6 separate regions of the Mus musculus genome follow, and regions 2, 3, 4, 5 and 6 are each linked to region 1. A link is a contact called in public Hi-C, HiChIP or PLAC-seq and promoter capture Hi-C data. All regions are on one chromosome and are shown on one strand. Each heading gives the region's core, a stretch centred on a gene start, on an enhancer-like site or on the middle of the called end of the contact. The rest is flanking DNA. Distances are from core to core; before and after follow the strand shown. Region 1 holds the start of Fbl (fibrillarin). Region 2 holds the start of Coq8b (coenzyme Q8B). Region 3 holds the start of Blvrb (biliverdin reductase B (flavin reductase (NADPH))). Region 4 holds the start of Lgals7 (lectin, galactose binding, soluble 7). Region 5 holds the start of Hnrnpl (heterogeneous nuclear ribonucleoprotein L). Region 6 holds the start of Sars2 (seryl-aminoacyl-tRNA synthetase 2).

Evidence for each region. Promoter capture Hi-C pulls out the DNA fragments that hold promoters and counts their contacts. A called contact is a pair of places that touch in the nucleus more often than the background predicts. HiChIP or PLAC-seq counts read pairs in DNA pulled down with a chosen protein or histone mark.
Region 2: a contact with region 1 is called in a Hi-C map of double positive thymocytes, with 4 times the contacts expected there. The contact joins the promoter of Coq8b here to the promoter of Fbl in region 1. A contact is called at or near these places in 1 of 39 promoter capture datasets (pre-B cells), 1 of 484 Hi-C or Micro-C datasets (double positive thymocytes) and 1 of 9 other capture datasets (liver).
Region 3: a contact with region 1 is called in a promoter capture Hi-C map of erythroid cells, with 8 times the contacts expected there. The contact joins the promoter of Blvrb here to the promoter of Fbl in region 1. A contact is called at or near these places in 1 of 39 promoter capture datasets (erythroid cells), 1 of 115 datasets of contacts at active chromatin or transcription factors (embryonic stem cells) and 2 of 9 other capture datasets (adipose tissue and liver).
Region 4: an H3K4me3 HiChIP or PLAC-seq map of bone marrow-derived macrophages shows a contact between it and region 1, with 4 times the contacts expected there. The contact joins the promoter of Lgals7 here to the promoter of Fbl in region 1. A contact is called at or near these places in 1 of 484 Hi-C or Micro-C datasets (myocytes) and 2 of 115 datasets of contacts at active chromatin or transcription factors (bone marrow-derived macrophages and pancreatic cancer cells).
Region 5: a promoter capture Hi-C map of erythroid cells shows a contact between it and region 1, with 6 times the contacts expected there. The contact joins the promoter of Hnrnpl here to the promoter of Fbl in region 1. A contact is called at or near these places in 1 of 39 promoter capture datasets (erythroid cells), 3 of 484 Hi-C or Micro-C datasets (CD4 T cells, liver and muscle stem cells) and 1 of 115 datasets of contacts at active chromatin or transcription factors (memory CD8 T cells).
Region 6: an H3K4me3 HiChIP or PLAC-seq map of bone marrow-derived macrophages shows a contact between it and region 1, with 3 times the contacts expected there. The contact joins the promoter of Sars2 here to the promoter of Fbl in region 1. A contact is called at or near these places in 3 of 39 promoter capture datasets (erythroid cells, neural stem cells and pre-B cells), 1 of 15 datasets of contacts at CTCF or cohesin (large pre-B cells), 4 of 484 Hi-C or Micro-C datasets (CD4 T cells, CD8 T cells, cardiomyocytes and 1 more), 2 of 115 datasets of contacts at active chromatin or transcription factors (bone marrow-derived macrophages and large pre-B cells) and 1 of 9 other capture datasets (liver).

Annotation. Positions count from the first base shown.
Region 1 is chr7:28,167,648-28,172,748 of GRCm38.p6, forward strand. Fbl (fibrillarin) reads left to right here and starts at 2,101. Exons shown (of 9, transcript NM_007991.3): 1 at 2,101-2,171. The coding sequence starts at 2,162. It overlaps Gm31024 (a long non-coding RNA gene), which reads right to left and starts at 1,215. Exons shown (of 2, transcript XR_001778069.2): 1 at 461-1,215; 2 at 1-278.
Region 2 is chr7:27,231,102-27,236,202 of GRCm38.p6, forward strand. It overlaps Coq8b (coenzyme Q8B), which reads left to right and starts at 1,912. Exons shown (of 15, transcript NM_133770.2): 1 at 1,912-2,072; 2 at 2,364-2,471; 3 at 2,601-2,720; 4 at 2,840-2,906. The coding sequence starts at 2,367.
Region 3 is chr7:27,445,075-27,450,175 of GRCm38.p6, forward strand. It overlaps Blvrb (biliverdin reductase B (flavin reductase (NADPH))), which reads left to right and starts at 2,904. Exons shown (of 5, transcript NM_144923.3): 1 at 2,904-3,122. The coding sequence starts at 3,044. Sptbn4 (spectrin beta, non-erythrocytic 4) reads right to left here and starts at 1,515. Exons shown (of 36, transcript NM_032610.2): 1 at 1,389-1,515.
Region 4 is chr7:28,862,095-28,867,195 of GRCm38.p6, forward strand. It overlaps Lgals7 (lectin, galactose binding, soluble 7), which reads left to right and starts at 2,292. Exons shown (of 4, transcript NM_008496.4): 1 at 2,292-2,392; 2 at 2,737-2,825; 3 at 3,440-3,641; 4 at 3,986-4,190. The coding sequence starts at 2,387. The coding sequence ends at 4,099.
Region 5 is chr7:28,808,133-28,813,233 of GRCm38.p6, forward strand. Hnrnpl (heterogeneous nuclear ribonucleoprotein L) reads left to right here and starts at 2,758. Exons shown (of 13, transcript NM_177301.5): 1 at 2,758-3,036. The coding sequence starts at 2,779.
Region 6 is chr7:28,739,170-28,744,270 of GRCm38.p6, forward strand. It overlaps Sars2 (seryl-aminoacyl-tRNA synthetase 2), which reads left to right and starts at 2,799. Exons shown (of 16, transcript NM_023637.3): 1 at 2,799-3,113; 2 at 5,073-5,101. The coding sequence starts at 2,847. Mrps12 (mitochondrial ribosomal protein S12) reads right to left here and starts at 2,652. Exons shown (of 3, transcript NM_011885.5): 1 at 2,596-2,652; 2 at 2,318-2,385; 3 at 472-1,070. The coding sequence starts at 2,366. The coding sequence ends at 700.

The DNA of each region.
Region 1 (5,101 bases), core at 851-3,350:
AACACCGCCATATGTTACCAAATCTCAGCTGCTCTCCACGACCCCTCTCATACCTTCACAACTAGTACTTCCTAGCTGACTCTTACATAGTACTTGCCAAGTTCAGACCTTATTGAACTTTTTAAATAAATAATAATAATAATAAAAATAGCCAGGCAGTGGTGGTGCACGCCTTTTATCTCAGCACTTGAGAGGCAGAGGCAGGCGGATTTCTGAGTTTGGGGCCAGCCTGGTCTACAGAGTGAGTTCCAGGACAGCCAGGGATACACAGAGAAACCCTGTCTCAAACAAACAAACAAACAAACAAAAAAAAAAGAATGAAAGAAAGAATTTAAATTAATTTTTTAAGAAATCCTAGGAGCTTGGGAGGTATCTCAGCAAGTAAGAAATCTTGCGCTGAGCAAGCATGAGGACTTGAGTTCAAATCCTAATGCCTGTCTTAAAAAATTGAAGTGGTCACCTGTGTGTCTGTAACACCAGGGCTGGGGTGGTAGTGGTGAGACAGGGGACTTTCTGGCCACCAGCCTAGCTCCGGGTTCAGTGAGGATCCTAAATCAAGAGAATAAGAGAGAGGGTGATAGAGCAGAACACCGTACATCCTCCTCCATTCTCTGCATACCTGCATGTGTGTGGGCACACACACACTCGTGAACACATACACACACAATGTGTAAGCACTAAAACATTTCAGTGTCTTACAGGCTTGTAAGAATCCCCTTTAATGCTTATTTTGTCTAAAACAAAACAAAAACCAGTGCTGGATGCTAGGGTGATTTGTCACCCTGGCAACCATCCAGCCCTTCCCTGGCACTTGGCTGCCTTGAATGACTACCATCCAAGCAAACCCCTCTTGGCAGCCAGCTGGTCTACTGTCATGGCAGCCTGGCAGCTCTTGAATGCTCCACAGACACCTCCAGGAAGCTATACTGCATGGACCACCACTTAATGCTAAAAGACAACTCCTGCTCTAGGAGGCACTATCCTGGCCCTGACTATCCCCAAGAGTTTAACATGGACTTTTTGCCATCAGAAGCCTCTATAATCCTTGGCAGCCACTTCACCAAGGCCAGAGGGAAACCATTTCCCCTGGTAACCCAACAAAAAGTCAGCGGTTAGTGCAAATGATCTTTCAGTTGCACGGAAGGCTGTAAGTTCTGGCTATTAGGACGCTTCTTCTGGAGACCGGTCGCTCCTGTGCTGCCTCCTGGTGGTGCAACATTAACACTGGGCCTTCTGCAACAGTTGTTGCTCGACTGATGTGATCTTTATCAGTAGGGTGGGCTGAATTCATGACCTGAAGAGGAGGAACAGAGGCAGAAACAACTGCAAACCAGCAGTGGCCTGGGAGCAGCTGCGACAACATTTGGGTGAGTGAAGATTTCCAGTAAGAGGCCAGGGGTAGAGAGCAGAAGCAGTGAGATGCCTGTTCTTCGCTGTAAAGGAGGGAGCTCTTTGAGCGGAAAAGGAAAAGGAAGGAGAAATAGAAAAGCGAAGTGTACCATAGGAGATCCCGAGTTCCAGCTCAGCCTGGACCCCACTGCAAAACCCTGTCATAAAATACAAACCTCAACAACAAACAGAAACATAAGGCTGTGCTGGAGAGATAGCTCAGCTGTGAAGAGAACATAATGCTCTTGATGAAGACTCAGGTTCGGGTCTCAGCACCTATTTGGCGGCTCACAATTAATTGCCGGTAACTCTAGTTCCAGGGGATCTGACGCCTTCTCCTGACTTCCATGGCGTATGCGTGGTGCACAGACAGACGAATATGCAAGCTAAACACTTCTAAGGATAAAATTTTAAAAATTTAAAGTCTTTGAAAAATAATAAATTTTTAAAAATCGGTATAACCCCTGATTCCTGGAGTGCTAGCATAAGTGAGAGGAAAAGTCGCAGCGCACTTGTGATAAAATTTGCCACTCTAGGAAAAAGTGAGGAGCGTAGAGACACGACAGAGCCGGAAAAGGATTCAGAACTCCCACCCAAGGGGCCGACTCCGACTTCCGGGAGACGGGACGCGCGTCTAAGGGGCGTGGTTACGCGCTTCCGTCACTCGCCGTGCGTCACCGCGCGCAGGCGCTCCTTTCCACGTGCGAAAGCCTGAGACTCGTGGAGTCGGGGACGCCGCAGGTTGCCTGAATCGCGCGACCAGAACGCAGTAATGAAGCCAGGTAAGGACCACGGTGCGGGCAGGAGTCGGGGGCTCTAGGCGCGGCGGGCGGGGACCGCGGCCGCTCGGGGCCGGGGGATGTGGCCGTGAGCTCGGCTCACCGGCCGGCCTACAAGCTTGCCGCCTCAGAGCGGCCGGTGCGGCCCTCCAGACCCTGACCCAGAGTTGGGGCTTGGATCTCCGAGCATTGCTTTAGGGGATCCGACTTGGGTCGCAGATGAAAGGGCCCCTGTCTCCACCCCAAGCCTTCCCTGTTGCCGCCGTCACCCACTGTCACTCCCTGTCAACGATACCTTGGTCCCCAACCCAGCTTCCCCCCGGGTAAATGAGGATCTCCGGCTCCGTGGTGTGCGGCGCTCGCGTGCACAGGCTGGCGCTCGCCGCGCTTCCGGGAGGGGCGGGACCCAAGGCTTGTAGGAGTAGAGGCTCTGGGGACCTGGGAGTCCCTGCTCTGTAGTGAGAGCGACTTTACTAGCCCGGCTATTAGCGGGGTAGGTGATTGGAATTGAGAGGGGTTGGTTTAGGTTTGGATTTTGAGAGCGTCTTGTCACGTGATCCTAGCTGGCCGAGATCCACCAGCCTTTACCTCCAGAGTACGGGGATTAAAGGCGTGCGCCACCACGGCTGGCCTGACAAATGTATCCATCTCACCTATTTCCCGCGTTTTTTTCTGATGAGCCCACTGTATGGTGGATGATGGCGAGAGTTCTGGCTTTGACAATAGAAAGTTCTCGTTTCTCTCTTGAGTTCTTAATGGATAAGTGGTTTTCTTGGTGATAGGTTACTCTGGGCTGTCAATCCTAGCACTCGGAAAGCGGAGACAGTTAGATAATGAGTTTGTAACACCAGTCTGTTCTACATTAGTCGTGATAGCATGAGCTTTTCCTGTTGCCGAAGGATCAGTTTTCACCACTGCAGGTTTTTGTCTGGCGTGGACACACATGTTCCTGTGGACAGATGGAGAGTAAGTCACTGCAGGCGATAGTGACCCATCTCTCCCTCCCAGACATGTTGAATATCTATCTGGGGCTCTGTTCTGGATGTCTGGGGAAGTAAGGTGGAGGGATTGCTAGTCTGGATGTTCTCCTGGCATCCTGTGATTTGTGCTTTCCCCTCAACCTTTCTCCATCACACGATAGAATGAGAATTGTTGAACAGTCGAATCTTCTGTGACAGTTTGTGTCTTGAATACGAAGCAGCTTTGGGGGAGATTGTTTTAAACAGAGGTGTGCTACAAAGTATGGTGGACGATTCTCAACAAGGTCCTTTATTTTCATGTTTGTGTATTGAAATGGCATCTTATTGTAATAGCCTAGGCTAGCCTCAGACTCGGCTTCCCAAGTGGCTGGGTTGCAGGCATGTGATTGCAGCAGTTGCTGGAGTTGCTAGTTTGGAGGTGGGGAGACTTGTAGAGAAAAGCAGATTCTAAAACAGCAGACTGTGTGTGAACATAAAAGTCTTGTTGAGTAGTGAGTCCTTTCGGTTCATTTTCCTCAAAACCCCAGGACCAGAAATGGATCCTGATAACACATTGAGTATTATGTGTCTGAGTTGACCCTGCTATCTACCGGTCGCCATGAGGATGCCAACAGCTTGCCAGATCTCTGTTCTGTCAGGCCCAGGGTTGGAGCTAGTGGCTCTTCTCCTCAGTACTCTTGTGTATACAGTTCCTTGATTTTTCTATCATTCCCATAGACCTTTGCTACTTTAGGGTCTTGAGTAACAGTAGCATAGCCATCCTCCCATATGAGCTACAGGACACCATTCTCTTCTGAATGAAAACAAGTGGTTTCTCTGAGGCAGAATCCAGGGCTGTGGATATGGCTCAGCTGATAAAGTGCTTCCTGGCATTCGGGAGACAATAGCTTTATTCTCCTGTGCTACCTAGGGATAGGTGTGGTGGTGAACATCCATCTTCCTGCCTTCGAGGTGGGGGGGGTCAAAAATTCAGATTGATCAACCATTGCAGCTGGAGACCCTGTCTCAAGGTCATCGGCAGACGTTTGCTGACTGATTGTTGGTGTCAGCATTGGATTGTGCTGAGATGCTGTAACCAGAATAATTACAAAGCCTTTTGTGCATTTGGAACTTGTGGGTGCCAGTGAGACTGACAGTTAAATGTAACGTGACAAGAAGTGGGCTGAGTCTGTACCACTTAGTCAGACACCCAAGTGCGGGAGTGCTGTGCCTGCCTGCGGGAGCTGGGAAGAGGGGCAGCTCGCATGAGATTTCAAAGCCTGCCATTTGCAGATGGGGGACAGCCTGGGTTGATGAATCTCAATTTAGGCTATACATTAAGGTCCTGCAGGGAACTCAAAAAGGAAAAAAAATGCCCTTCTCAGGGAATCGTGGTCAAGAAAAGAATTCTGATTTTGTTGTGGATAGTGAGGTAGGGAGGGTAGAGATGGGGCTTGGGGGTGTCTGAGAGTTTTGAAGCTGAAACTTAACTTAGAACTGGGCGTGGTGGCACACGCCTTTAATCCCAGCACTTGGGAGGCAGAGGCAGGCGGATTTCTGAGTTCTAGGCCAGCGTGGTCTACAGAGTGAGTTCCAGGACAGCTAGGGCTACACAGAGAAACCCTGTCTTTAAAAACCCAAAACAAACAAACAATCAAAAACTTAGTTTGAAATAGATACCAAGTTGCACAGGGTTTTTTGTTTGTTTTTGAATTCTGGGGAGTTGAACTCAGGGCCTGGCCTATTAGAGCTGCAGTGCCCCCCCCCCTCAAGTGAAGTGTGTTAGAAAGGACAAAGAACAAGCAAACAAAAAGTGAAAAGAACAAAGTTTTTTTTTGTTTTGTTTTGTTTCAAATACCATTAGGAGTACTGTTGCAGTGGCACACTCCTTTAATCTCAGCACCTAGAGGAGAGCCTGTGTGTCCTTGAGTTTGAAGCCAGCCTGGTTTACCTAGGGAGCTGCAGATTAGTCAG
Region 2 (5,101 bases), core at 662-3,161, 940 kb before region 1:
CACCTTGGGGGTTTGTGTGTGTGTGTGTGTGTGTGTGTGTGTGTGTGTGTGTGTGTGTGTGTGTGTGTGTGATAGACTTTCCCTGTATTCTTGGCTGTCCTGGAACTCACAGAGATCCTCCTGCCTCTGTCTCCTGAGTGCTGGGATTAAAGGCCTGTGCCATCACCACCTGATACCTCTTGTTTTCTAATGCCGAGGCTCACACATGCTGTATCACTGACATATACCTGCAGCTCCATGCTTTCCTCTTATTTATTTTGAGGTAGGGTCTCAAGTAGCCCAGTCTAGCCTCAAAACCAAGGATAGCCTTAAATTCTTGCTTTCCCCGCCTCTTTCTTCCAAATGCAGGGATTATAGACATGCACCACCATGGCTGCCTTCATGATCCCAGTGTACCAGGGAGAGCTTTGAGTTCAAGTTCTACCCTTTCCTTGCCCTTGTTTATGTCATCTGCAATGAACTCAGATACATGGAGTTTGTGGTGCGAGGCCACTGTGAGCAGTGGCCCTGTGGGATTATCCACTGAGGTGATTTTTCAGCCTGTCCCTTATGGCAAGCAGCCTGCAGCTCCTGAGTCAGACCCTCACCTTTGGAAGAGGACTGGAGGTGCTTTCAATCTTGAAATTGAGTCACCCATTGGAGGGACATTGGGCACAGGCCCAAGGTTTCAGGATGAGTCATCTCTTCATAGGCTAATAAGAAGTCAGATACGGGAACCCACCTCAGACATCATACAAGTTAGAGAACATGAGGTCCAGAGAAGGAGGAGGGCTCTTCTGAGGTCACACAGTAAAGGGACAGACTTTCCCAACAAAGGGGGTGGGGCTAGACAGCGACAGTAGGGTGCCGTGAGGAACACATCTCTTCAATTGTGGGAAAGATGTCCCAGCCACCAGCTGTTTCTATTCCAGACAGCAAGAGGAGTGAGTCAATTTTCTCTCATGCCAAGGCTCCTGACTCAGCGCTGGGAATCTTGACTGAGTGTGTTCTGGGAAATGTCAGGCCTTAAGGAAGCAGGGTTCCCACTGAGGGCCATCTCCTAAGTAGGCAGAGTGGAGAGTAGACTGCAGGAGGGAACACCGGCACAGTATGCCGCCAAGGGGAGTCATGGTGAAGGCAGAGAAGAGTTCCTAAGCAAGGCAGTGGATTTATATGTGCCAGGAAGGAGGCTGGGTGCCAGGACGTGGGTGTTGGTACAAAGTGGAGAGGCTCCATGTGCAAGGGAAATGTTTGCTTGGAAGAATATGTGTTTAAAGATTTCTGGGGTTGGGGCTGGCGAGATGGCTCAGCGGGTAAGAGCACTGACTGCTCTTCCAGAGGTCCTGAGTTCAATTCCCAGCATCCACATGGTGGCTCGCAACCATCTGTAATGGGATCTGATGCCCTTTTCTGGGGTGTCTGAAGACAGCTACACTGTACTTACATATAATAAATAAATAAATCTTAAAAAAAAAAAGATTTCTAGGGTTGTGGCTCAGTGGTCAAGAATCGTCCCTGGAATGCACAAGGCCCTGGATTCGTGCATCCGTGGTGGCAGGGGTTGGGGGAGGATGTCCAAATACATAGGATAGATTTTGAGCTTGGCAGGCGGAAATGTAAGTGGATATAATGGTTCAGACCTGCAATTTCAGCAGGTGGGAAGTGGACGCAAGAAGAGAGAGACAGAGAGAGAGACAGAGAGACAGAGACAAAGAGGGACAGAGAGGGACAAAGGAGGGTAGAAGAATTCTGTCAAGAAGGACCATTGGTCAGTACAATGAGCTCACGTGCGCACCGACTAACACAGAAGACCCACAGAGCCTTAGCCTAGGTTCCACCCCTTGCCACGCCTCCTCAGCGGGGTGAGTTTTTGCAAACGTCGGCGAGCTGCTGTGCTACCATTGGCTAGCTGATCAAAGGGGGCGGGTGTGCGGACGTTCCCGGAAGCTTAAGAGGCCCAGCGGGTGCTAGACCTGGAGCCTAAACCTGGTGGACTGGGTGCTTAGCAACGGGGGAGGTGCCCCGTAACGGGGTCGTAACGGGGTGTCTAGGCAGGGGGCAGCACAGGAATTGTGAATGCTTAACAGCCCAGGGTAAGGCGATGCCTAGCAACGAAAGGGGCGCTGAGAAGTAGAGAGTTGTCCTGGCGGCTCTGTGGACGTCTAGCAACGGGAGAGAACCTTAGCAACAGCGAGGAGTTTTGTGGGGATTGGGGAGGCGCTTATGGAAAACTTGAGTTCTTAGCAACGTGGGCGGGCTGGGGGGGGGGGGGTAACTAGAAGAAACCTGGAAATAAAAGGGGAAAAGATATGGGGGTTAGGGGGGCTTTTCCAACAAGAGCGCAAAGCAGGAGGCCCAGTACTGTAATCCTTATTATTTCTTAGGCAATGTGGCTGGAGCTAGGTGCCATGCTGCGCAGGACCTGTGGACCGCTGGGCAGGGCTGTTCGTCTGCCCTGTGGGGGGGCCCTAGGACCTAGGCCCCACTGGTGGGTAAGAGGCTGAGGAGGGGGCCTCCAAGGAAAAGAGGTTGAGGGAAGGGGGGTGGGGAGTAGGTAAAATGATGTAGATGGGTCTAAAAAGGATTAGACCTTCATTCTTTTAAAATCCACTTCTCTGCAGGGGCCATGTAGGAGTTGCTTGGCCCAAAGTGTTCATCAAGACCAGCCTGGAAGAGGCCTCAGTGAAGATGACATTCGCAGGGCACGGGAGGCCCGGCTCAGGAAGGCACCCCGGCCCCAGGTATCATTGCTTCCTCTTCCCCCTCCCCCATGATAGTCTGAGGAAAGTGGCAGCAAGTCTGCAGGGCTTTTCTGCCATCTTGTCCACCTTCCCTACCTCACACCTCTCCTCTTTCTCAGCTGAGTGATCGCTCTCGTGAACGCAAGGTGCCTGCCTCCCGCATCAGTCGCTTGGCCAGCTTTGGGGGTAGGTGTGACCTCGATCAGAGAGAACATTTACAGGTGAAGCAAGGGAAAGGGTGAATCAAAGACAGGGTTAGGAGGGAGAGAGAGACAAGGAAAAACAGAACGTAGACCTTACTGTTTATTGAGAACCTGATGTGAGCAAGGTCTTGTAGGCTAGGCCTGTGTTTATTTCTTCTATTGATGGAGGAGTGGGGGCTGAGAGGTGAGGTGGCAGGACTTTAGGTTCCGCAGCAAGATTGTTCAGACATGTATGAAACAAAAAGTAATGTGTTGCAACCAACCCTCCAAAAAGGAAAGGAGGTGGCCAGGACACCCACCTGGAATTTCAGCAGTTGGGATGTAGGTAGGAGGGAACAGGATGATCAAGGGTTCAAGGTCATTCCTGGCAACATAGAGAGTTTGAGGCCGCCTGTACTACATGAGACCCTGTTTAAAGGAGAGAAAGGTAAAGAAGGGAGAGAGAAAGAGGGAAAGGGCCATTGTAATCCCTGTTCTTGAGAAGCTAACACCGAGAGATTGAAAAGCCAAGCCTGGGAGTGCATGGCTGGAGGCTCAGCTGCCTGCTCGGTTACTACTGTAGGACTGCTTGCACTCACAAATTCAAGACCAGCCTGGCATCACAGACCTTGTCTAGGGAAGAAGGAAAAAGAGAGAGAGGAAAGAAAGAAAATAGCATATAAGAAAATATAATGGGCAGTGGTGGCACACGCCTTTAATCCCAGCACTTGGGAGGCAGAGGCAGGCAGATTTCTGAGTTCGAGGCCAGCCTGGTCTACAAAGTGAGTTCCAGGACAGCCAGGGCTACACGGAGAAACCGTGTCTCGAACACCCACCCCCACTCCCCAAAATATAAATGTTGAATATGGATACATACGTGTTTTTGCTTGTTTGTTTTGTTTTGTTTTTCTAGACAGGGTTTCTCAGTATAGTCCTGGCTGTCCTGGAACTCACTTTGTGCTGGGATTAAAAATAAATAAAATACAAATAAAAAATAAATAATTTTTTTTTTTCGAGACAGGGTTTCTCTGTATAGTCTTGGCTGTCGTGGAACTCACTTTGTAGACCAGGCTGGCCTTGAACTCAGAAATCCGCCTCCCTCTGCCTCCCGGAGTGCTGGGATCAAAGGCATGCGCGCACCATGCCCGGCTCATACGTGTTTATACACATATGATTTGTTTGTTTTTGAAGCAGAGTCTTACCATGCAGCCCTAGCTGGTCTGCAGCTAGGCCGGCCTGGAACTCAGAGATCTGCCTGCCTCTGTCTCCCGAGTGCTGGGATTAAAGGCCTGCACCACTGCACACTCCTAACACTCCCCAGCACAAACATGCTTTTTGTGATGATATCTCCTGTAACCTGGCCTGGCCTCAAAGCCCCAATCCCGACTCCTCCTTCCAAGTGTTTGGATCAGTGTTCATACAGTTGGTGGTTGGTGTGGCCACTCCTGAACCAACAGTGTTAATGCGTTTCGTTCTCACCCCCCCCCCCCTGTGAAACCTGTTTGACAGGAAAGCTCACATCTTGCAGAAAGGGAAACTGAGGCTCAGAGAAGTTAAGTAAACTGCCCTATCATAATATCTGAACTATGGCAACAGATTTTTTTTTCTGTCAGCTTATAAAGGGAAAAAAAACCAAAAAACAAAACCAAAATGAGTTCATATGCAAGTGCAGGAAGTACAGCCCAGTGGTCAGCTCTGACTATATTTTACACATGACAGTTCATGTTGACCTTTGATTTGATGGGTCTTATGTAAAACTTTGTGGAATTTCTTAAAATTAGCAAACCTCACACAGAACAAAACAGGGTGTGTGGTCAGCACATCCTTGCTCAGAGCCAAGTCTGTGTCAATGACTGGCAGGCATGTTACAGCAACACTATGAAATAGCTGGCAAGAATGGGACAGAATGGCTGCAGCTATGCTGGAGAGGGGAGGTCAGACCATAACGAACACGTGAGACACACTGGCAGTCATACAGGAGCACACTGCATACTTGGCAAATGCCAGCTGCATGCTAGAGATGGTGACAGTGAAAGAGTCAAGGTCTGGAATGGTGGCACAGGCCTTTGATCCCAGCACTTGGGCAGAAGCAGGCAGATCTCTGTGAGTTCTAGGCCAACCTGGTCTACATAGCCAGTTTTAAGCCAGCCAGGGCTATACATGAGAGCTTGTCTCCAAAAAGTATATAAGAGGAGAGTG
Region 3 (5,101 bases), core at 1,654-4,153, 720 kb before region 1:
TTAAACTCTTGACTTTACAGCTAAGTAAATGCTTAGTGTTTTATGACAGTGAGTTGGGAAGGGTGCTTTGTTACACAGCAGCATTCCCGTACCAATAGCTGCCTGATGTACTACTGTCTTCCTCCTGAACCCTGAACATCATAAATACCTATTTTAGAGGGTAGGTGACATCAAGTATGTCTCCAACACAACCCCCACATACACACCCCAGTCCTACTTCTAAGACTGTAAAAATAGAATAATACACTTCTTTTCAAAAGACCCAGATGGCCGGGCATGGTGGCGCACGCCTTTAATCCCAGCACTTGGGAGGCAGAGGCAGGTGGATTTCTGAGTTCGAGGCCAGCCTGGTCTACAGAGTGAGTTCCAGGACAGCCAGAGCTACACAGAGAAACCTTGTCTCGAAAAACAAAACAAAACAAGACATACAAAAAAAGACTCAGAAGGCCTCAAACTCAGGAGAGTTTAAGACGCTAAGTAGGTGGTAGATTGTGGCCAACAGTAGATTATTCCTTTAAGTGGGCACCCTAAAACCACTGCTCTTCTCTTCTTTCATAGAAAGCTGTAAGTGACCACATGGCTACCTGTGTGACCCCAGCCAAGTCACTTGCCCTATCTGGTCTTCATCTGTGAAAATCCTACAGAGGTCTGGAGATGAAATGAGTTGCTCACTCAGCAACCATGGGATCTGGTACACGCCAAGCCTCAATCCATAGCTCTCCTTATTCTTTTCTTCTCATAGTGTCTGAATTCCATCCAGAGCCTCACACAGCCATGTGCTCCACCACTGACACACACAGCCAGCCAGCTCTGAGTTTTCCCTCTTTGGTCTCATATCTTAGCAAGTCCGGGGGTCTGGTCAAGAGTCAAAAAAGAGATGGGTTCAATGCTTTATTCTGGCGGTGTGGAACTCGGTTTCTCTGTGCTTTGATTTCCTTTCCTATTAATGGGTGGTCACAACTGTTTCCCCAATGGAGGATACTTGGGCCAGAGGAGGCGCTTAGCACTTGGCGAGCTCTCTGTGGGCCCAGCTTGCAGCTCTGGCCTTTCCGGGGTGCAAAGGGAAAGGGGTCCTGCGGGATCCAGCAAGAGCCGGTGGGGAGCTGAGCTGAGAGTGGGATCCGAGGCTTTAACCCTTCCAAAGCCGCGCCTCTCTGCCCCTGTGGTCCAGTCACCGTGCGGAGGAGGGGGGCCTGGGAAGGACAAGGCCTTGGGGTGACCCACGCCTGGTTCAGTGGCTGAGCTAGGTGAGGGTGAGGGGTTCATTGGATCGCAAGCCTCTATCCGGCTAAACAGATCCGAGGGCTCAGGTCGCCAGCTTGTGGGGGAGGATGCTGGGCCAGGTGGGGAGATGCTGGGGAGGGGCCGCCGTCCGCACCGCCGCTCACCTGGGCGCCGGCCGCCGATGCGGTCCCGGATGCTCGCCGCGCAGCACCGCCCTCCCTGCGGGCGTTCGTCGCCGGGCCGGGCCCGGCTCTGTTCGGCCCCACCGGCCCGCCGCTCGGCCAGATCCGCATGCGCCGCCGCCGCCGCGCCTCCCCCCACGCGCCGCAGCCGCTCCGCACGCCCCCGGGACCCCTCCCGCACGCCGCCCCGCCGCCCGCGCTGTCACACACCGGGCCACGCGTGTGATGCACAGCCGCGCTCGCGAGCGCTCGAGGCAGCGTCACACACTCCCACACTGCCACTCACACACCGGGCCCCTGGCAACGTCATACACACTCTCTCCACATGCACACTCTCATGGTGTCACTCCTTCGTAAGGGGTCAGTCAGGGTCAAACCTTCTAACTGTCTGTCACACGCAGTCACTTGCAATGTTTTCCTCTCTGGAATGTGTCCTGCAGGGTCATTCACTGTGACACACTCTGATATAGCCACCACTGACAGTGACACTCAGATATCACCAGTAGTTACCAATACAGTAAATAGTGCCCTGCAGGATCGTACATACATTGTTACTCAAATACTGCCACCACCACAATAAGGGTCACATGAAATCACTTGAACAGTATCACAGGATGGAATAGTGCTCTGCAGGACCACGCACTGTGACACACTCACATACAGCCACCACCACCAATAGCACATACAGTCAGGCATGTCACACACCTCCAAGGTGTCACAGAGTATCTACGCTCACACAACACAAAGTTCACAATCGCATAGTCTTACACGCTTAAAATGTCACACCAGTTGCCTAGGCACAAAAGATGACACACCCTGTGTTGCTACACACCCATACATCAGAGCCTCAACAAGACACAAAAGGAATCTCAGTTGATGTCACACACAGTCACACATAAATGGGATCATATCACGCACCCATGTGGTGTCCCAAACCTTCCCAATCCGAAAGTATCACACTCCATTACAGCTTACCATATCACACAGGCTGAGTACCCCTCACAGTATCACCCCCATGGACGCCAAATAACATTAATGATCTCTATACACAACTCACATTGCAACACAAGGAATGAAACCGGGTGTCGCCCACAACCATGCTGTCCCTTGTGGTCACTGAGGGTCACACAGGCACAAAATCACCCCACACACCCCTCTTGCTTGTTGGGAGGACGCTTTGGTAGAGGGAAGTACCATCTCAGAGCCTGTCTGTAAGGGGGCGTGAGCAAAGAGAGCACGGTGGGCGTAACGCCCCGGCCGGCCCCGCCCCGCTCAGCCCCGCCCACTAAGGGTGGCTGTCTCTAGTAGGCAGAGCGCTAAGTGACAAACTGCTCTAGCACCGCCCACTCCCTTCCCTAGAAGGGGCGTGGCTTCTACGTCTAAGCGCCTATCGGAGAAGGGGCTCTGGAAATGCAATTTGACTCCTCCGCCTACTCATGCTCTTTCCAGCGGGAGGCGTGGTCGCCTCGGTCCCGCCCTTTGAACCCAAATTAGGAGGGTGAGGCGGAGGCTGGAACCTTGTCTGGTCCCGCCCCCTCCTTCTGGGTCGAGGAGGACCCGCAGCGCGCCTCCTCGCAGCCACTGTGTTCCCGCGCGTCCTCGGAGTTCTCAGCTTTTCCGGCCCTGGACCCCGCAGCATGACTGTCAAGAAGATCGCGATCTTCGGTGCCACCGGCAGGACCGGGCTCACCACACTGGCGCAGGCGGTGCAAGCAGGCAGGAGCCGGGGCGGGTGGGGGAAGTCATGAACACCGGGCGGAGTTTTGGGAAAAGTCGTCCTGGGGGCCGGGCGGAGACCACACGGGGCGGTGTGTGCCCCAGCCTGTGGGCCAGCAAGTGGTCACGGGGGCACAAATGGAGGACTCTGACATTCAGCGTTATGTGGGTTCAAGGCGTAAAGGAATTAACTGTGGGAACCTGGAGGACTCCTCTGACAGTTCTATGCAAACCAGGGGTTCTTATGAAATGTCGTAACTGTGGTGGTGGTCCTAGTTAGCACACCCAGAAAGGGTTTTCTGAGCCAGGACTAGCTTGGCATCCAGCCAGCCGGGCCATCTCCTTACACGTGTTAAAATTCTGGTGACCCTCATTTGGAATGGGAACTAGTGTGTTACCCCACTTGACACATAAGAAAACTGAGGCGGAGAGGACTTGCTGGTACATGGCTGTGTCGGGATTTGAACTCCGGTCCGTGGTCTTAAGCACTAAAAAACTGTCTGCAGGCTCATAGTTTGGTCACTGGAACAGAAAATCGAAAAGGTTAGGCAGCAACTTACTTCAAAGAGAATGGAGGTGATCACCCTATAAGAGAGGGGCAGTCCAAGAACTGAAGTCCTGGGAAGGACATTGAGCTTTGGGGCCTCCCGAGGGGAGGGCGCAGGATCCCCCATCATCCCCTGGCTCCTCAGTCTAGAAGTTAACTCTGGACCAGACGTGAAAGTTCCAGATAAAGAGCCACACCCTTGCTAGCCTTGGCGATTCTTAAGATATTGACTATCAGAGTGCCCCAAAAGGGTGGAGGCCACAAAGAGCCCAGTCCCTGCTGGTTCCCAGCACAGCTCCTGCTTTGGGTGAGGCTTTTTCTAGAAGTTCCATCCCCCCGCCCCCCATGGGCTATCCTTTCCCCCAGGGACTTAATGAGGGCCTTAATTCGTGGCAAAGGAGAGCGCCCTGGGCCTCCCAGAGAAAACAAACTACAGGCTGGCTGTGGTGGTGTAGACCTGTAATTTCCCCCACCCCTGGAGAGGCAGAGGTAGGAGACTCAGGAGATCAAACCTATCCTTGGCTGCGCAGCAAGTTCAAGGCCATCGTGGGCAACCTTAGACCCTATGTCAAAACAACAAAACAAAAGCAAGCTGCTGATAAATCATTTCTAGGGAGGAACAGGGAAAGGAAGAGAGAAGTTGACAAATGCTGTGTCACCATGAATTTGTGGAGTATCCTGTTAAATACCTTAATCCCCAATACCACTGTTTACTGATGGCTCTCCCTGCTGGTCACAGTCGGAACTACACGAAGGATTTCCGGGAGGCCTGGCCTTTTTCTCCCTGTGGCTCAGAAAAACCTGTCAGAAACAGGAAGAGGAAAAAAAAAAGAAAAGAAAAAGGAAAAAAAAAAAAAAAAAGGCAGGAAGGGATTAGGGGATATAGCTCTCAGAGATGAAACGCCTGCCTGGGATCCACCTGTGAGAAGAGGCTTGAGGGGGGCGTGGCTCAGTAGGCCCCACGGCCTAGCGGCCTAGCGTGCCCAAGAAACTGCACAGTCAAGGAAAACAAGTAGCTAGGAAGGGCTTGGGTTTTAGTCCCTCAATGTCATTTTGTAGGACCAAGGGTCTAACAAACAGACTCTGGGTTCATCCTGTGTATTTAAACAGCCAGGTCTACCACATACCACAGTGATGTGACCAAATACTGTGTCATCTACAGTCAAAGACCTAAATATCTGTAAAATAAATAAAGAAAAGAGAAAAGAAGACCAATATTGAAGCAATGGTTGCGGGCTAGACAGATAGGTCAGTGGGTAAAGGTACCTGACAACCTGAGTTAAATCCCCAGAAAGAGAGAACCAACTCAGAAGAACTTGACCTCTGACTTCCATACATGCACACACACAAATAAGAGTAACAGATAAACAGAGGTTGCTAGCTGGGTGGTGGTGGTGGTGCAAGTGTTTAATCCCAGCACTTGGGAGGCAGA
Region 4 (5,101 bases), core at 1,042-3,541, 690 kb after region 1:
GCGCAACACTCTTACCAATCACCAAAGGCAAGTTCAGATCTGTGAAGAAGGTGTACGTGAACTTCCATCCAGCCCTGATGAAGAAAACGAGAGGCCAGCCGTGGGAACCAGCAACCACAAACAGAACGAGGTGCAGGCAAGTGTCAGGCGGTGATTTATACAGAGCGTGAAGCTAAAATAATGGGAGCCACAATTATCAGCCTAACTGTGACAAACGGGTGGTGGTGTAACATGAAACCTGATGTCCCCTTGTTCTGCCCTGTGATGGGTCCTTGTCCTGTGGAAACCCAAGGCAAGAACCTTCGAACCTCACTCTAAGTAGCTCCTCTCAAACCCAAGTTTTCTTGTTTGTTTGTAAAGAGTTTTAAAGTGTGTGTGTGCCCCATGTGTGTGTGAACCTGAAGAGGCCACAAAAAGGCATCAGATTCTCTGGACCTGGAGTTTCAGGAGGTTGTAAGGTCCCTGATGTGGGTGCTGGGAACTGAACTTGGGTCCTCTGTAAGAACAGCAGTGTTTTTTTGTTTGTTTGTTTGTTTTTGTTTTGTTGTTGTCGTGTTTTGATTTTTTTGTTATGTGTGTGTGTGTGTGTTTAGACAGGGTTTCTCTGTGGAGCCCTGGCTGTCCTGGAACTCATTCTCCAGACCAGGCTGGCCTCGAACGCACAGAACTGCTTTTTTTTTTGCCTTCCTAGTGCTGGGATTAAAAGCATGCCTCACCACTGGAAGGAAGGAAGGAAGGAAGGAAGGAAGGAAGGAAGGAAGGAAGGAAGGAAGGAAGGAAGGAAGGAAGGAAGGAAGGAAGGAAGCCAGTTGCTGTTGTTTGAGACCGTGTTTTCCAGCCCGCGTTGGCTTCAAATGACCTCGTGCTGACTCTCTCGCCTTCACCTCCCACGCGCTGGTTTCCAGGTGGAGCAATCAGGTCCATCTCCAGCCTGTCTTCTCCAGGGCTCCTCCCCCAGCATCGCAGCGCCCACGTTTCTCTGGCATCTTCTGTGCCCTCTCTGGGCCACCTCACGGGATTCCTTGATGTGTATTCTAGGGTTGTGTGTGTTGCGGGCGTGGGGGGGGGGTCTGAATATGGGAAACTGGGACAGAGAAGCAGGAGAGGTAGCAAGTTCCTAATCTCCAAGGCAACTTTCCACTCCCAGCATGCATCTGGCCTCCGGCTCTGCCACCTGCTGGGTGGGGCAGGAGTAGGGTGGTGGGGATAGGGATGGGAAAGATCTTTCAGGAAGGCTGCTGGGCTGTTAGGAGTGGTAACTGCTCAGCGCTCCCACCCTCCCTTTGCCTGCCTTCCAGAAATTTCTCTTTCATTCTTTATGAGTCACCCCTACACACACCCACACACACATACACACACACACACACACACACACACACTTTCTCTATTTCTCTAGAGTGCTGGTCTAGGGAGACTAAAACTCAGGCTATTGGAAGTTTCCCCAATGTGTTTCATTTGATCTGGGTGGTGACTGGCAGCCCGGGACACCCACCAACCCATATTCCATCACACTCTCATTGGATGGGAAGGTGGGCTCAGTTCCAAGGAGGAGCTGATAGAGACCTGAAGAAGAAAAGTAGGAACCACTGAGAAGAGAGAGGGAGAGAGAGAGAGAGAGAGAGAGAGAGCGAGAGAGCAGAGCGCTGATCTTGATCTTTGGGCAAATTGTTCCCATGAGCACTGTTTCCTGTACGTCAGTACAGTGGCTCGATATACTCCACATATCCTGGTAAGGTTCAGACACACATCTGGACACCCAGAGGTCTCAGCAGCCTGGCCACTGTTAGTGAAACTTCATTATTTGACCCTCCGTTACTGGCCACTCCATTACTGACCACTTCAAACGTGCCAACACACTCTTGGTAACCTGGGGGGTAGGGTGGGGGCACAGCATAGGATAAAAAGGAATAGCGGGTTTCCTGGGGACCCCATTGAGTTATTATGCCTGTCTTTGACGGCAGAAGCAGAGGTGGCCAGGACAAAGCAGAGCAGCCTGCGCTCCAGGGAAGAGGCTCCTTTCAGAAAGGGTGGAGGCTGATGCTTGCGCAGCCTTTCTGGATCCACTAGATCTCCAGGGGAGTCCAGTGTCTGACAGGGCGGTAGGGGTATGAAAGGGGAGGTGAGAAGAGCACAGGGCAAACCTCCCCAGTCTTGGTATTAAAGGTTGTCCCTATCTCTAAGCCTAGGAAAAGGGGAGAGGGAGCTGGTGTGTGGGGGCAGGGCAGGAGGAGACTCGCCCGGCCTTGACAGCTTTGCCTTAGGGCAGGGGTCTGTGCCAGCTGTGGGCGTTGGATGGAAAGGGAGGAGCTGAACCACTACCTTGCCTTTACTTAAGGTCCCCTCCCACAGCGACTGGCCACATTGTTGCTGTATTGCTGTGCCCGCCATGTCTGTAAGTATACTGGGGCCCAAGCTGGGGAAACGGGGCTTTGGGACAAGGCCAAGTCTGGAAGCTGGGACTAGCTTAAACCTCCCCTTCAAAGCAAAAAACGGGTATCAGGAGAGCTGGCTGCTATCTCTTGGGTTTCACCAGCACGTCCTGATAGGTTGTCTCCCAGCTGGCTTTGCTTTCTTCTAACTGCATTGTCTCTGTCAGGTCTGTGTGCCTGTCTCTGCCTCTCCGTTAATCTGCATCCCTCTTGGTTTCTGCCTGGTCCCTGGAGTTCCTAGCTGGGGCTGACCAGTCTGTTTCTTTGTCTCCCTGGTTCTCATTCTTGCCCCACCCAATTCTTACAGGCTACCCAGCACAAGACCTCCCTGCCTCAGGGCGTCCGCGTGGGCACTGTCATGAGAATTCGAGGCATGGTCCCTGACCAGGCTGGCAGGTGATATCCCAGGTTCCAGGGGAAAGGGTGGGTGGGGCATCTCCTGGCTCAGTTGAACCCTGGTTCTTAGAGCCCACATATGGTGTCCCTGGAACCTTGTTTGCCATGTGGAGTCTTGGAGTCCCTATTGCTAGCTTAATTTGGATATTTTCACTGATGTTCCCCAAGACTTGTGGGTGGGTGTGCCCAAGTCTCCCTAAAAATGTAGGCTTCTAGAACAATAATAAGAATCCCTGGTTAGTCCTACGATCTCCATGTCCAGTTTTCCAGGACAATGAAAATCTCTCTTGGATCTTGAAGCTACCCTGGATGCCCAGGGTACCCGGTCATCAAGTCCATGACCTACTAAAATTGAGACCTTGGGCTTTGTGGGAATATTGATAACCTGGAATAGTGGGGTCCCTTGCTATTAACTCTGCTTATCTGGAGTGCGATTCCCTGAACCCCACTCAGGCACAGCAGGCCATCCCACAACCTAGGACAGCTCCAGGCTCTGGAAATGAGGGGGATCCTGGCTACAAACACAGGGACTCCCTATGGGTGTGGGTGTGCCGGTGGAACCACATAACTTGCACATGGTGGTTGCTGATCTTTGAGGCTTACTGTCCCCGAAGGTTCCATGTAAACCTGCTATGCGGTGAGGAGCAAGGAGCAGATGCCGCCTTGCACTTTAACCCGAGGCTGGACACTTCCGAGGTTGTCTTCAACACCAAAGAACAAGGCAAATGGGGCCGTGAGGAGCGAGGCACCGGCATCCCCTTCGAGCGTGGGCAGCCCTTTGAAGTGCTCCTCATCGCCACAGAGGAAGGCTTCAAGGTGGGTCTTTGAAGGAGAACACTCCAGACCCAGGTCTAGAGCCAAATGCTGGGGACTGAGCTGTCGAGGATGGCGGGAAAGCCCTTGGGGTACTGGAACCCCAGGCCCAGACCTGACACGGGCCTCCAGAGACCCTCTCCAGGTCTGCTTCTAAGAGCGACAAAACAGAGATCAAGAGCCAAGTGCTCAGGGACTGGGTGTCCTAGCAGTACATTGTGTCCCATTACAATGGACAACAGACCCATTTTCCTTCTGGGGAGAGGGAGGCTTGGGTGTAGTTAGCCTCTTCCGGGGCCACAGACCGGGACCCGCATCCAGTCTTAACTTGGTCTCTCACCCTGCAGGCTGTGGTCGGGGATGACGAATATCTCCACTTCCACCACCGGATGCCGCCCGCGCGCGTGCGCTTGGTGGAGGTGGGCGGAGACGTGCAGCTGCATTCAGTGAAGATCTTCTAAGCAAGGACCCAAGGGCGTGGCGGGTAGGGGTGGGGGTGTAGGATCGCAGAGGAGGGTTTTGGATGGCGAATAAAGTGTAGCTGTAGTTCTGACTGTGCCTGTGTCCTTTATGTGTGACTGAAGAAATTGAGACTCAGAGAAAAACATAGTAACCCAGGGGCAAAGTGAGCCTGTGTCTGAGACGCTGTTCAGGACTTGCTGCGCAGGGGCCCAGTAGGGTTTCCTTTGGGGAGCGATCAGGTATGGGGTGGGAGTGGGGGTAAAAAGTCAGGCTGTGTAACCCAGGTCGGTTAAATTGTGGCCACTCCCTTGTCTCAGCCTCCCAAGTACTGGCAGAAATTACAGGGAGTACGATCACACCAGTTACTTTATAAGTGTGTGTGTGAGAGGCAGGCGGATTTCTGAGTTCGAGGCCAGCCTGGTCTACAAAGTGAGTTCCAGGACAGCCAGGGCTATACGGGGAAACCCTGTCTCGAAAAAAAAAACAATCCCCCCCCCCAAAAAAATGTGTGTGTGTGTGCGCGCGCACGTCTCTCTCTGTCTGTCAGTCTGTCTGTCTGTCCGTCTCTGGTAGGTGTACATAAATGAAAAGGGTGGTGTTACAAGGAGTTGTGAGGTGTCCGACGTGGGTACTGAGAACTGAACTCAGGTCTAACGCAAAAAGCATCAAGTGCCTTTTGCACAGCAAGCCGTTGTGTTCCGGCGGCTTGCTAACATTTGGGGGTACTGTTATACTACACTATGTCATCTTTATAAAGGCCACCAAAATACCTCCTTTTGAAAAAGGGGAAATGCTGGGCCTGGTGGCTCACGCCCGTTAGTTACCTCAGCACTTGGTAGGCTGAAGCAGAACAATTGCCCGGAGTTCCAGGCCAGCCTGGGATACAGAATTGTCTCAATAAGTAGTTAGATAAATTAGTTAATTAAATGACAAGGGGGGGTTCCATTTTATCTCTCTCATCTGGACATCCCAAACTTACGACTTCCTGGGCTTCCTGGAGG
Region 5 (5,101 bases), core at 1,508-4,007, 640 kb after region 1:
TCAAAAGTACTAGTTGCTTCTAAAGAGGGTCTGGGGGGTTCAATTCCAGGCACCCACATGTCAGCTCACAACCGGTGGGGAACTCCAGTACCTGGCGATCGGGCCTTCTTCTGACCTCGGCAGGCAGAGAATCAGCAGATTTTTGGGTTGGTGTGGGTGTACAGGAGCTGTGAGAGTCAGATGACCTGCGTGTGGTCTAGATATGTGGCCCCAAGCTGTCCTTACACTCAAAACTCCCTGCCTCAGCTGCACAGCTGAGCCTGGTGTGGGGCATAACCCCTGTGCTTAACCACGGTTCTCTAGCGTTCTCTGATAGGCACACAGACATCACCCAGTATCAGTTTCGACATCAGACACTTAGCAGCTGTGGCATCTTAGGTCCTCGAGCCTGCTTACCCATCTGTACAACAAACATGTCTACATTTATCTTCCAAACACTCGGCAAATGGAGAAAACTGCCACGTAAACCGCAAGCGACTGGAGGACTTATTTTCCTGGCTAGGGTGGAAAGTGGGACAGAGGGTGAGCAAGAATGCGGAGCTCAAACAACACAGCCGCTCAACGTTCTTCCCATTCCGTTCCAGACTCGGTTATCTTCCTCAGTGCCCCCTTTCCCCCAGTGAAAAGAGGTCGTGGTCCCTTTAAGGTCCGCCCCTCCCTCCCCCAAAACTTCCCAGTGTCTGCTCTTTTCGATCCCGGACGGCCGGCCAAGCTCGCCGCCGAGCTGGTAGGGGACAGGGCCAAGGGGTCGGGGAGGGATGTGGGGGCGTGGGGGGACCTGCGGGACGCACGTCGCTGCGCCGGCGGGAGGGCGGGGGACAGGCTGCGGGAGCAGCGGGCACGGGCGTGGGCACCAGTAGCTGCCCCAGGCGTGAGTAGTCTACGAGCCGCTTGCACCGTACAGGGTTTAGCCTAGTGCGGACAGCACGCCCGAATGAGGGGCATACGGGACCCGCGCGGGGGAGGATAGGAGACCTCCCGTTCCCCTCCCCCACTACCGTCTCTGACGTAGACGCGGGACCCCGCCCTTCTGCGGGAGCGCCGCCTCCCCGCCCCCCGTGCGTCACCTGCTACGCCTTGGCGGCGTACCCCATGTTGGGAGGGCCTTCTTTGGAGTGTCTGTGTCCAGTGAAATGGCTGGAGATCCATTTATATCCTCACCAGCCTCCACCGCTTCCAAACTTTTTTAATTAGGAGAATCCCTTTGTATCCCAGGGTAGCCCTGAACTCAAGGCAATCCTGCCTCCAGAGCGCTGCATTACAGGCTTGCAACCACTACGCCATGCTTAAAACTTATCCCAACACCCGGGGTTCTGTTCTCTGAGCCTTTACTCACATTTCAAACTTAGTACCAAGCGGATATCCGCTTTGGGAATGACCTGGTGGAAAGGTGTCACAGCACGTTTTGAAGCGGCCTGTGAGTCTTACACCGTCTCAAGACGTGTGTGTGTGTGTGTGTGTGTGTGTGCGCGCGCGCGCGTGCGTGTGGTGGGGGTGGGGGTAGATACGCGCCTTGTCTGTGCTAGGCAAGCGTTCCATTGCTGAGCTACATCCCAGAGTCTTCTTGACTCCCTAGTTTCCCCATAAAGCCTCTGGACGGGTCTGTGGTCGGGATCCGGATCCTCCGTCAGTACGTTCCCTGTCTGCTTGCTCCCCGGCGGGCACTTGTCGGCGTTGCAGCTCTCGGGCTTCGCAGGACCCTGGGAGGAGACAATCGCTTCAGAGCAGTCTCCAAGTAGCGAGTCTAAGCCACAGAGCACTCTGGAGGACGCAGGGTGCTCAGTTGCCAAGTGCGAACCGAGTTGAACTATAAAGATCTACCACCATGACTGAATTTAGAGTGAAATGACGGTGCCTGCCAGGGTCCAAAGTCACATGGCAATCAATGAGTGTTTTATTAGTGAGAAGTGCTCAGATTTGAAGGTTCTTTTAAAAATAATAACCTCCAGCTTAGGATAGGGTAGAGGTGAAGTAAACGTTCTAATGGGTTATAGCTGCTGCAAATTGTTGTCTTGCTCTAGACTTCCGGAGCTTGCAAACAACAGACGCGCGAAAGACCGTTCGGGTACTCGAGTAGTTGTATCCCTTAAAGTCACCTCTTCTATTGAAGCCCCCCCCCCCCCCCAAAAGTACAGGAGCGCATGCGCTCTCTCGGGACCGGTTCCTAGATTGCGCCACAGAGAGCCTACGGGCTCTCCTTTTTCACCAATCAGAAGCTATCAGTCGTCCTATACCATCTGGCAATAGGGCATTCTTTCCACTCTTCATTGACCAATCGAGTGTTGACGTACGAGACGGGCACCTGGGGGAACAATTGTAGGAACACAGAAGGGAAGGCCTTTCTTGTATCCCAGCGGAGTGGCGCGGGAAGATGGTCGTTGTGACTGGGAAACGCAAGGATTTCAGAGTGACCGATTAGCTAGGAAACCAATGAGAGCGGGAAGGAGGCGGAGCTTCGGAGGCCCACTTCCATTTACTGTTTGTGGGAAGGCGGAGCGATCCCAAAAATCTGGCCTATTAAATCAGAGTTTATTTTAAGGAGGTGGGGCCTGGCGGAATGACTGGCAAGAAGCGTTCACCTATAAGGAGTGCGATTGGCGAACAGAGGCGGTCTTTCCAATAGAACGGCATGCGTCCTATCCAATAGAAATGAACCGTGAGGAAACTTCCCCTCCCCCCAAGATAGGGCCAGTGGCTCCCCCTATCGGGTGGGGGCGGCGAGTGACGGGCGTGTCCCTCCCCCAATGAGAGGCGGGGGGAGGCGGGTTCTGCGCCGCCATGTCGCGGAGGCTGCTGCCCCGGGCGGAGAAGCGGCGTCGGCGGCTCGAGCAGAGGCAGCAGCCGGACGAGCAGCTGAGGCGGGCGGGAGCGATGGTGAAGATGGCGGCTGCGGGCGGCGGAGGTGGCGGTGGTCGCTATTACGGCGGCGGCAACGAGGGAGGCCGAGCCCCTAAACGGCTGAAGACTGAAAACGCCGGCGACCAGCACGGAGGCGGCGGCGGCGGAGGCTCCGGGGCGGCGGGCGGCGGCGGCGGGGTGAGGCTGGGGCTTTAGACTCCCGGAAGGAAGGGGAAATTTCGTACTTTAAAAAGCTATTTATTTTTCACAGGGGGGAAAAATCTCTGCGCAGGCGCTGCAGCCCTCGCGCTTTTTTGGTGGGTGGGGGAGGGGCAGGCGTTGGGCAAACGGCGGGGTTTGCGCGAGGACAGGCGCTTGCGCGTGCGCACAATCCGAAGCGGGGCTTGAGGGGGCGGAGGAAGCGGCTGGCTCTGCAGGCACCGCACTGCGCAGGCGCCGCGGGCCGGCATGTGGGGGGCCTAGGCACGCGGTCGGGCCGTTTTTTTTTTTTCTCCTCACTTCTTTATCTTTTTTTTTTTCCTCTTCTTTCCGTGTCCCTATGCGCAAGCGCGTTTCTACAACCACAGCCAGCGAGCGGGAAGCGGGTGGGCGGTGGCCTGACCGAGTCGCCCCGTCGCAGTTTTAATCATGGTCGTTTCCATATAGAAGTTCACTTGATGAAATTATAAAATTATAATGCCCAGATTAAACTGTTTAACTTCTTTTACTGTGTGCATTGAAAAACGGAAGACGATTTGTGAAAGGCAGATTTAACTTTGGGAATTGAGCCAAGCTTAGAAATTATCACTCGATTTGCTTAGGGCTCCAGGATTGGGGCATTTATAAACTAAACTGTATTATGGTCCTGTGGCTATGCATAGAGTCTTTCAGCCTATTTAGTCTTCTGAAGGTCACAATTATGGTGTCTGGGTTAGGATGCAGTTTGCATTCCTTTTAAAAGTTTATTATTAAAGTCCTTCCGGTGGGCACGGAGTCACAGGCCTTTAATCTCTTTGGTTTGAGGCCAGCCTCTTATGCATAGTTAATTCCAGGACAGACAAGGCTGTGAGACTTATCAAAAAGCCAAACAAACAGTGCCCTCTTGATGAGGCTGCTGCTCATGCATTTATCAGCTTCTCCCTGTTGTTACAGTGTTAGGTTTCTCAAGGATTTGGAAGACATTTTAGTTGAGTCTGGTAAGTTAACTGCCAAGCTAGACAACGGGAGCCCATGAGGTGGAAGGAGAGAACAGACTCCAAAAGGTTGTTCTCCGAACATCTCATGGGCTGTGTGGTGAGCCTTACCCCCACCCTAATCATTTAAGGTGAGAGGTACCTCACATTCGGTGTTGGTCCTCTGAGATGGGGACTTTTATGGACTCCCTTTACAAAGCAGGAAAGACACTGGGTAAATTAGGTTGAGTCTCACCAGTGACAAACAGAAGTAAGATTAGAACTCAAGGTTGTGGAAGGCAAACCTCAACTGGAAATGGCTGGGAAGGGTGTGCCTTGTGTGGTTCACTAAGAACCCACTAATATGCATAGGTTTCTGCCCAGTAGTGTTCGGGGCATGGGCCACAGTCTAGAGAGATGGAGGAGGACGTTCTCTCCAGAGCTCTAGAAACTGCCTGTGTGTGATTGTGTGAGTGGAGGAGCTGTGGAAAATGTTACAGGTTGGGATAGCAGTTCGGGGTGGAAGACCTTGGCCTAGACAGTATAAGACAGGCAGGGCGTATTGTCCTGGAAGCCTTGTGTCCCTAAGCACTTGGTCTTTTGCCCAGACCAGACCTGAAGGTGACTTGTGGTCACAGTCTTCTTAATCAAGTGACCAAAGCTTGCCCAGCCAGAGAAAACACAAAGAAGCTAGAACACATGCAGAGTGTGGTTTTTGTTGTTGTTTTTCAAGACAGGGTTTCTCTGTGTAGCCCTGGCTGTCCTGGAACTCTGTAGACCAGGCTGGCTTTGAACTAAGAAATCTGTCTGCTTCTGCCTCCCAAGTGCTCTGGGATTAAAGGAGTGTGCCACACTACCCATTGTAGAGTGTGTTAAGACTAGCAGGCAGCTGTTGGAGCTCTTCTTGTGGGTGTGGTCCCTTTCTAAGTCACTCTTCCTGTTGTACTTTGATTCAGAGATGAATTCCAGAAAGAGTATCAGATATGAGACCGGATCTTTCTACATTTAGCCTTCCTTAGAAGCTAGGCTTATCACTAAGCCTCTAGGGGGCAGATGGCCACCCACTCAAGGCTTTTGGTGATCGCGTGGCA
Region 6 (5,101 bases), core at 1,549-4,048, 570 kb after region 1:
TGCCAGGTAACAACTTTTCTCCTGCCCTCTACCCCCTGTAGAGATGCCTGGCACCAGACAGGCTGTGGGGGAGCCGCCTCTAATGCCTACTCTAAATCCTTCCAATCTGCCCAATAAAACAGATGCTAAAGGGGCTGGCAGATGGCTCAGAGGTTAGAAACACAAACTGCTCTCAGAGAAAACCCGTTTGGTTTCCAGCACCCACAACAGGCAGTTCACAACCGAACCCTGGGGGGACCCAGAACGGTGGCCTCCAAGGGCATCTGCACTCACATGCACACACCCATCCCCCAAACAAAAGAACCCACATCACCTCCACACACATATGTGCACTAACCATGTGGAGCACACGGTTAATAACGTTCAGCACCTAGAACACTTCCTCTGTCAGTGACCTGTTTAGGAAGAGGGAACTGAGGTGCACAGCTTGGCATTTGCCACCACACCCGGGGACAGACACCGCACACTGAGTAACATCACAACCTGAAGATATATTTATTACAAACCCCATCCCAGCACATGAGGTCAACCTGCAAACACTGAACATGGACGCACAGGGGTACTGCCTTCCAATTCACCTTCAGTACTCTTGCAGGTTAACAACAGTCTTGCTGAATCACAGTAAGATTTGAGCCCAAGACCCGGGAGTAGGAAGAACCCGTTTCCAAGGATCGAGTGCCAGACCACTGTGAATTACTGTCATTTCTTCTTTTGCACGTGGCCGCAGTCATACTTGCCCCTCACAACTTTGAGTTTGACCCCAGGCAGGTCCTGGGTGCGACCACCCTCCACGAGGACCACGTGATGCTCCTGCAGGGTGTGGCCCTCCCCGGGGATGAAGCAGACAGCCTCTTTGCCTGTGCTGAGGCGGACTCGGCAGCACTTGCGGTTGGCGGAGTTGGGCTTCTTCGGCTTTCGGATGAATGTGCGCAACACCACACCCTTCAGCTGGGGCCGGCCCTCTGTGGGGCCCAGACGCTTAGGGGGTTCCTTCCGGGGGCCTAAGCGGTGCATCTGGTTCAGGGTGGCCATGGAACGGGCGGCCCAGAGCTGGGGAGCGAGGGCTAGGCCTGGAGAGACACAAGAGGGCCTACTAGGTTTCCGTATTCTAGATAGGAATCCAAGTCTAAGACTATTCAGTGGGGACAGATGGCTCGTGGTTAGAAGCACTTGTTGCTCCTGCAAAGGACGACCATTTGATTCGCAGCACCCACAGTGGTGGCTCACACACCTCTAGTTCCAGAGGATCTGACACACCCATGGGTTGCACTTACATACACACATTCATACAGGGGCTGGAAAGATACCTCAGTGGTTAAGAGCACTGGTTGCGGGCTGGCGAGATGGCTCAGAGGGTAAGAGCACTGACTGCTCTTTAATCCCAGCACTCCGGAGGCAGAGGCAGGCGGATTTCTAAGTTCGAGGCCAGCCTGGTCTACAGAGTGAGTTCCAGGACAGCCAGGGCTACACAGAGAAACCCTGTCTCGAAATACCATGTGAATGGAATACCCAATGCCTGCCTCCCTCAGAACACTGTGTACAAACCTGATGTCTGGGCAATGTCTAGGAACATAAAAGTTGTCCTCCAATGGGTGGCCCGTCTTAGAATTAGAAAAATAGCACGTGAATGAATAACTAAACTTCTTCTTCTTCTTTTTTTTTTTTTTTTTTTGGTTTTTTGAGACAGGGTTTCTCTGTGTAGCCCTGGCTGTCCTGGAACTCACTTTGTAGACCAGCCTGGCCTCGAACTCAGAAATCTGCCTGCCTCCCGAGTGCTGGGATTAAAGGTGTGCGCCACCACTAAACTTCTTAGCTTGGCCTTCTCACCTGTAGGGGGTGATCAATAAACACTGAAGGAATAAACACTACTGAGAGACACCTAAGCAGGGAGACATGCCAAGAAAGGAGCATTTGTTGGTATGATTGTTACACGGACATCGAGAGTGCACTTACACAAACTAAGACAGAATATCACCAGGCAATGCAATCTCAGGGATTCACCGCTATCGATGCAGGGGAGCCATGACTAAGACTGACTTAAACTCTAAGAACACAGGACCTTCCCACCTCCTGCCCCCTGAGCCGGGAGCGTGGTAGAAAACGCCTGTAACTCCAGAACTTGGGAGATTGAAGCGGTAGTCAGGAGGTCAAGGCCATCCTGTCTACAAAGTGATTTGGAAGTTGACCTGGACTACAGTGAAACCCTGTCTCCAAAATAGAAAAGGCACCGTGCTTAAAGATGATACCATCCGAAATCTGGCAAAAACACGCAAATGCCAGGGAGCTGTCCTCGTCCCTGTGGCCCATGCTCACTTACCACGACTGAGGGACGTGGTGAGGCCATAAAGAAGGCCGGGCCAGGACATCTCGCCGCCTGCAGCGTCCCTGTATTAGGAGAGAAGACATTCAGAAAGGAGGTTGGGACCAGAAACCCACTCTCAGAGCCTTCTAGAATCTCCTCTAAAACAGAAAGTCCCCTCGCAAATTCAGTCTCCTTCTGAGTAGGCCCCCAAGGACCCAACCGCCCTTGCCCGGATACTGGAAGGGGAAACTGAGGAGAGAGGAGAGATCTGGATCACAGATAACTGCACCCACCTCACCAACCTAGCGGGGTCGCACACACGCCAACCCCTACCTCCAGCCCCTTCCGGGGTTCCTCCTTAGTGATTGGCTAGATCTTTCCTGCGTCACTGAAGGGACGGGACAAGGATGACGATTGGACAATAACAGATTCTAGCTGAGTTCCATTTTCCTCATTGGAAGGGATTCTGAAGCCTGGGCGGGAAATCTCCTTGCGCGTCTGATTGGCTCGTCCATGATGAGTGACTTCTTGTTTCCACTCCAAGATGGCTGCGTCCATGGCGCGGCTTTGGTGGCCTTTCCTGGCTCGCCAGGGGCTCCGGTCCCGAGGACGCTGCGTGTGCAGCCAGAACCCAAGGAGGAGTTTCGCTACGGAGAAACGAGTCCGGAACCTCCTGTACGAACACGCACGAGAGGGCTACAGCGAGCTTCCCTACTTGGACATGGAGTCGGTGTGCGCATGCCCAGAAAAAGCCGCGCGCTCCCTGGAGCTCCGCAAGGGGGAGCTGCGGCCGGCCGACCTGCCTGCGATTGTGAGTGCGCTTGCGCCCTGAGGGAGCAGGATGCTTTACAGAACTGGGTTTACCAGATGCATTCCAGTTGTGGGAAAAACTACTCAACAGGAATTTGGGTTCCTTCCCAAGTTAGGCAATGTCTTGTGCATGACACCCACTTAGGTGCCAATGATCTAGGGAGAACTGAGGCCCTATTGAACGTCGTGGATGCCTTCTGTGACCTACATGCCCTTTTGCATGCATTTCATAATTCGACAGTTGGTATCTACTGTACTCCCAGAACCTAAATACCATTGTCTTCTGTACTCAAACTTCGTGCCGGGCTCACCCTTAGGCCACAAAGAAAAATGAGGAGGGAGGTGTGAATCAGAGGGAATTTTGGAGACAGAGCTTTGCATCCTGCTATAAACATCCTGATGGAGTTGAATGGATAAATACCTGCTAAACAGATATTTAAGGTATATCTGTTCATGTATTTATGATCCAGAGGTTAAGACTATGCGCCATAATTCTACCTTATAGGGAACTAAAATTGGGGGTCTCCATGCCGGTAGTGAATTCCGAATGTAATAGATGAATCTTCCCAACTCTGTTGCCTTGATAAAACACCATGAACAAAGCAACTTACAGAAGGATTTATTTTGGGCTTGGTAGGGAATGGCAGAATAGCAGCAGGTCACAGAGCAGTAAGCTGACAGCACACATCTTTAACCACAATCATGAAGCACAGACCTCAAACTAGATGCAGGACGAGGCTTTAAGCTCTCAAAGCCCACCTCCAGGAACATATTTCCTCCAGCAAGGCCACGCCTCCTAAGCCTCCCCAAACATCACCAGCCACTGATCATTTGACCATGTTCAAATGTCAGGATATGGGGGACATTTCTCATTCAGGTCACTACAGACTCTCACACCACCAGTCATTGTCAATCACTTTAGCCATATTTCAAGTTTTTGTCATGTTTAGTTTTTCACCAGTAAGCACTGGTGGCTAAGCCAAATAGGGCACTTCCTGCCAAACCTGATAACCGGAGTTCAATTTCCTGGTGGTAGGAGAAAACCAATTCTTGAGAGAATTGTCTTCTGACCCCTCATTTAAGCGCAAACACAAGAAAGTCACGTACATGCTTAATAATAGAAGAAAGGAGCCGGGCGGTGGTGGTGCACGCCTTTAATCCCAGCACTCGGGAGGCAGAGGCAGACAGATTTCTGAGTTCGAGGCCAGCCTGGTCTACAGAGTGAGTTCCAGGAAGCCAGGGCTATACAGAGAAACCCTGTCTTGTAAAAAAATAAATAAATAAATAAAAAATAATAATAATAATAGAAGAAAGGTCTGTCTGGGTGTGGTGATGAAGTACTCTGGAGGAGGAAGAGGCAGGCAGATCTTTGGTCTCCTTAGCAAGTTCCAGGGTACCCAGGACTACATAAGGAGACCTTATATTTACAGAAGAGCCTTATATTTACAGGGGAGATGGCTTAGCAGGTAAAGGTCCTTACTGCCAAGCTGACGACCTGAGTTCAATCCCTGGGAGAGAACTGACTTCGTATACTGTCTTCTGACATCCATGCTGCAGCCACACAAAGTAAATAAACAAGAAAGAAAAAGTTTAGTCACCTTTAAAGAGGTGACTTAGCCAGGCGTGTGTTAGTGCACTCAGAGAATGACAGGTTGATTACAAGTTCAAGGCCACCCTGGGCTGTACATAAATACACTGTCTTACAAAACTAAAAATAAATAAATAAATAAAAGAGTCACACTTCCATGATTTTCCGTTGGTTGGTCGTGATCATACCAACAGAAGTGGCTTCAAAGTAAACTGGGAAATGCATTGATTCAGGGCAACTGTGTGCCCACCCCAGCTTCTGGGTGTCATAGTGCTAATGGGAGAAGAGAGTGCCCCTCCCCCACTGCCATCCAGGTGCCTGGCAGAGGAGACTTCAGAGCAGTGGCCATTTCACTGTGGTGTTCTCCCACAGATCTCCACGTGGCAGGAGTTGAGGCAGCT